2 separate regions of the Mus musculus genome follow, and region 2 is linked to region 1. The links are chromatin contacts, called in public ChIA-PET maps. All regions are on one chromosome and are shown on one strand. The core of a region is the stretch at or near the end of the contact, and the rest is flanking DNA. Distances in the headings are between cores, read along the strand shown.

What was found. ChIA-PET counts read pairs in DNA pulled down with a chosen protein or histone mark.
Region 2: a contact with region 1 is called in an RNA polymerase II ChIA-PET map of memory CD8 T cells, with 6 read pairs. The contact joins two enhancer-like sites. A contact is called at or near these places in 1 of 39 promoter capture datasets (pre-B cells), 4 of 115 datasets of contacts at active chromatin or transcription factors (embryonic basal ganglia, embryonic limb bud, memory CD8 T cells and 1 more) and 2 of 9 other capture datasets (adipose tissue and liver).

What each region holds. Positions count from the first base shown.
Region 1 is chr10:117,397,046-117,399,601 of GRCm38.p6, reverse strand. No RefSeq gene overlaps it. Among named protein-coding and RNA genes, the nearest start is that of Gm40770, 16 kb to the left of the region's middle. Within about 2 kb of position 1,286, at least 33 of the 459 cell types and tissues checked have an H3K27ac peak or open chromatin away from gene starts, as enhancers often do. A contact at or near this core is called in memory CD8 T cells, where this site is marked.
Region 2 is chr10:117,638,870-117,641,425 of GRCm38.p6, reverse strand. All of the region lies in intron 2 of Cpm (carboxypeptidase M), which reads right to left. Among named protein-coding and RNA genes, the nearest start is that of Cpm, 11 kb to the right of the region's middle. Within about 2 kb of position 1,270, at least 60 of the 459 cell types and tissues checked have an H3K27ac peak or open chromatin away from gene starts, as enhancers often do. A contact at or near this core is called in memory CD8 T cells, where this site is marked.

The DNA of each region.
Region 1 (2,556 bases), core at 37-2,536:
GAGAAGGAGGGAAGGGGAAGGAGAAGGAGGAGGAAGGAAGAAGGAGGAGGAGAAGGAGGAGGGGGAGGAGGAGGAGGAGGAGGAGGAGGAGGAGAGGCTTAGAGGCCGGTCATGAGCACATTGGAGAGAGGAGGGAGGGGAATGGGGAGAGAAGGGACAGAAAGGGAAGAGGGTAAAAAGGCAAGAGAAGAGAGAGGGGGGAGGGGGTAAGCAGCCCCTTTTATAGTGATCCCAATACACCTGGGTGTTGCCAGGTAACTATGGGGCAGAGCCTAGACAAAATGCCAACCTGGAGTATCACTATGCTGCCCAGGCTGGTTCAGACTTACAGGGCTCAAGTGATCCTCTGACCTCAGCGAGGAGTCCAAGTGTAACTGCAGGCATAAACCACAGTACCTGCTTTTTTGAAGAAAGGGACAGTGAGTGCTAACTGACAGTTCCTGGCTCAGTTTGTGATTCTCTTCGCCCGAATATCCATTTCTTCCCATATCTTTTTCCTTTTTGTGGGCAACAATAATCAAATCTCATCCAGTTTCTGAATCCAGACCATAGCTTTTGGTTGTTAAAACAGGGTCTTATACTGCCTCTGCTAGCTTTATGCTCACTTTATGCCCAGGTAGGCCTTTAATTCACCATGCTGCTGTGGCAGTGTCCCTAGAGCTGGGATTGGAGGCATATGCCACAATATCTGCAGGTTTCCGTCTTCCCACCCAGTTATGTGTCACTTGACACAAGCTAGAGAGGAGGGAGCCTCGACTGAGAAAGTGTCTTTGCAAGATCAGGCTATAGGCATGAGGCATTTTCTTAATTAGTGATTCCTGGGGAAGACTCACCCCATTGTGGGTGTTTCTATCCCTGGGCTGGTGGTCCTTGATTCTCTAAGAGAACAGGCTGAGCAAGCCACAGGGTGTGAGGCAGAAAGCAGCACCCCTCCGTGGCCTCTGCATCAGCTCCTGCCTCCAGTTTCCTGCCCTGTTTTCCTTCGGTGATGTACAGAGAGACATAGAAACTTAAACCAAGTAAGTCCTTTATTCCCCATGCTTCTTTGGCCATGGTGTTTTATCACAGCAGTAGCGACACTAAGACAGCATCTTAAATATACCCTATACGTTCACGGAGCCTTTTGTCCCCTGAGCGGCAGTGTTCAGTGGGACCTGTGGGCAGGGAGCACACCCTAAGGACTGAAACATCATCAATGATTGGTCCAATGATGGGTTCATGGATTAGCGAAGCCCGATCTCATGGGGGAGGAGAGGCAGGAAGTGTAGGAGGCGAGGCCCACTTAGAGAATACTATGGTTTCCTGTTTCCGCATCAACCCGCCCTTCCTTCTCTGCTGCCCTGCTACCACGAGCTACATGGTTTTGCTCCACGATGCTCCTGGTTGTGCAGCTCTGCCTCCTCACAGGCCAAAAAGCAGCCGAACCAGCGTGCCATGGACTGAAAGTTCTGGAAACACGAGCCAAATATGCCCTTTCTCCTTTACATGGGTTTACTCTTAGGGGTTGTGTCGCAGCCACGAGAAGTAAGCACATTATGTCTGTTTTCCTTATAAGGTCCACATGATTCCTCAGCCTCCAGCCAATTTCCCTAAGTTAAAAAGGAGAAATAGGAAGAAAAAAAAATTTTTTAAGGTAAGTTTCAGTGTGTGACCTAGGCTTATCTCAAACTTCTGGGCCCAAACAATCCACCATTCAGTCCTTCCACCTCAGCCTATTGGGTAGCTAGAACTAGAAGCAGGCGCCAGAGAAGCCTTCCGTGAGTGGTGAAGTTCTGGGCTGGAGAGATGGCTCAGCGGTTAAGAGCCCTGACTGCTCTTCCAGAGGTCCTGAGTTCAAATCCCAGCAACCACGTGGTGGCTTACAACCATCTGTAATGGGATCTGATGCTCTCTTCTGGTGTGTCCGAAGACAGCTACAGTGTACACACATATATTAAATAAATTAATAATAATAGTAATAATAATAATACTAATAATAGTGGTGAAGTCCTGAACCAACGTCACAGCCATGTCTAGAACCAACTACTCAGGCCCACCAGACCCACAGGCATGGCAAAGCCCTGCCCTCACACCCAGGGTAAGGTTGAGAGGGATGTCAAACCCTTCCTTTGGTCCAAGTTCAAATGGTAACAATGTATCCAACAATTGTTAACAAACCATGGATCATGTGTTTGAAAAAACTAGCTTCCTTCTTTCAGCGGTTTTCAGCCTGAGACTTGTTCCCATGCAGAAGCAAGCTAACTTTTCCGGTCTGTGCTGGCCACCATAAAAGCATCGAGGTTCCAGGTTGTTGCGTAGTAGGGTGTCACTCCATCAGAGTGTGCACACCCACGTGGTCCCGCATGTGTCTGGGTGTCTTTTCTTTCTTTATCCCCCCCCCCGCCCCCCCCCCCACACCCAGTCAGATTTCCCAGCGCAAGTTGTGTGGGAAGTGCGACACCATAGAGCTTAGCTTCTGCTGCTGCTGCTGCTGCTGCTGCTGCTGCTGCTGCTGCTGCTGCTGCTGCTGCTGCTGCTGCTGCAGCTAGTACTGCTTACTGTTTAGAAGAAGACTAC
Region 2 (2,556 bases), core at 21-2,520, 240 kb before region 1:
GGGGAGGGGTTGAGACAGGGTTTGTCTGTGTGGCCCTGGCTGTCCTGGAACTCACTCTGTAGACCAGGCTGTCCTCGAACTCAGAAATCTGTTTGCCTCTGCCCCTGAAGTGCTGGGACTAAAGGCGTGCGCCACCACTGTCCAGCATATATATTATTCTTATAAAGGGTCAACAAACAAATTGAGTTTGATCCACACGGTGGAAAGAAGCAATCCTGAAAAGCTGACCCCGACCTCCACACTAAGACTAGCACACATAGAGTGGGGAGATAAAATTAATTCTAGAAAATAACCTTTTACATTATAAAATTGCTAAAAATTTGTTTTTCCGATCGAAGAAATGCACCGGTCACCTTCCCCTCAGGCATAAAGCCCAGATGGTCGTGTCTCCTTTGGATGAACCAAGGATGGCTGACACAGCACGGTTAAGACCCTCAGTCCACACGCCTTCCGGTCTCCCCTTGGCCACAGCGAGCTTCTTTTGTTCCTCCAGGTTGATGGCTCCTTCAGCCCCAGGCCCACGGTCTGCCCTGCCTTTCCTGTTGCTCCTGGCTGACCATCCTTTTCTTTCCCGTTACCCTCTGCTGCCCCCACAGAACTAATCATATCTGTTTACTAGTTGTCTTGCTTTTCTCCTGTTCTTCCAATCCTTTCAGGGCAGGGGTTGTGTCTAATGTCTTTACCTCTATATTTCTAGGCTCTGAATTTTAGGTACTGAACTGCTAAAAGCAACCCAGTCTGTAAACAGAAAAATGGAATTTTAGTAACTACAGTTTGGGTTATATGACTTAAGTTTATGGCTCTCAGTTTTGACTCCCAGCAACATTTAATATTAACCATGACCTTGAGAGGAAATGGTTGTCACCGTCAAGTCTGCCTTTCTTGGTTCTTGCTTATCTTTGGGAACACCTGCAGTCCTGTCAATGACCCTGAACCAAAAGGAACACTGCAGTCCTGAACTGTGTGCTAGTTTCATTCTTTCTGTGTCCTGAACCCACCCCAAGGCAGTGGGTCAGGATAAGAGCGTGGTTTACAATGATGGAGTGCATAGCTGGTACTACACTCCTGCGGACAGTCAAACTGAACTGTGAACTCCGCGGCTTCTTCGTTGGGCTTCCCTGAATGGAGGGATTGTTCACGTGTCTCTGTGGTTTACAGCTGGTTGGGAACAAGTCCCTGAGGGGGGCAGAACCTGTGCTCACTCTCTTGCCACCATAGCCTGAGCCTGCTGCTTCTGCGCCGGGCCCTTGCTGCACGCTCAGCCTCGGGGAGGAGCTTAGTTTGACTTAACACAGTCCTTCCAGAAAATCCCCGGTGGAAGTCCCGTGACCCTGGGTACCTCCTGCGTCCTGTTTAAAAATCCCTGGTGGTGGCAGTCACGTGACCTTGGGTGCCTCCACCGTCCTGTGGCACGACTCTTAGGGTCCGTTCCCTTCCCCCCTCCCCGCCCCCCACGGTCTCCATCCTGATTTCATTTCCCCTCCTTTGCTGGCTCCTGGCTCTACCAGACTATAAGCGTTGGGCTAGCCTTCAGCTCTGTTCTAGCCTTTTCTCGGTCCTCAGTCTCTTGTAGGGTAGTTTCGCTCTTCTCAGGGCTGCTGATATCGGCAGTAGATGATCACCGAGTTCATTTTCACAGCCAAACTTCTCCTGAGTGCCATTTACATAAACCCCCTCCGAAGCCCAGCTGAAGATCTGCTGAGGACTTGAAGATTAAGTAAGCTGTTTAAATCAGAGGCTTGTTTTGTTTGGGCTTGAGGTAGGGACTCACCATGTAGCCCAGGCTGGCCTGGAACTCACTATGTGGATGGAGCCTGCTTTGAATTCACAGAGATGCTCCTGGCTCTGCCTCCCAAGTGCTGCTGGGAGTAAAGGCGTGTGTCACCATGCCCGGCCTTTGTGTCTGAGCTCCTGAAATCACCCCAGAACTGGTCTCTACTAGTTTTCTCTGTCTTAATAGATAACATGAATGCTCTGAGCTGCCAAAGCACGTAGCCTCAGGGTTAAAGCATTTGCTCCAGGGTCATCTTTCATTTTTCTCTCTTCCTCACATTTCCAGTCCTTCTGGTAGCACATGCCACTGGTTCTGTTTCAAGAACAAATCTCCAAAGCCCGGCGTGGTGGCGCACACCTTTAATCCCAGCACTCGGGAGGCAGAGGCAGGCGAATTTCTGAGTTCAAGGCCAGCCTGGTCTACAGAGTGAGTTCCAGGACAGCCAGGGCTATACAGAAAAACCCTGTTGTGGAAAAAAAAAATCTCACTATGGGTGTGCTGAGATCACAGGAGCACTCCTGGCTTTGGTGCGTTCTACGAAGTCCTCCGACTTTCACAGCAATCACTTTACAAACAGAGAGCTTCCTAGCCCTGACGAGCAACCTTTATGAGCAACCCTTATGTTCCTTTTTGTTGGCTTCCCCCTGTTAGCAAGTGTGAGATAGCCAGGCAGACTCTATCCAACCATTCTTAATTTATTATGGGCCTGCACAGAGAGGACTGGCCCTTGCTTTCCATCAAGAATCAATTGGCCAGGGGTTGGAGGGATGGCTCAGCAATTA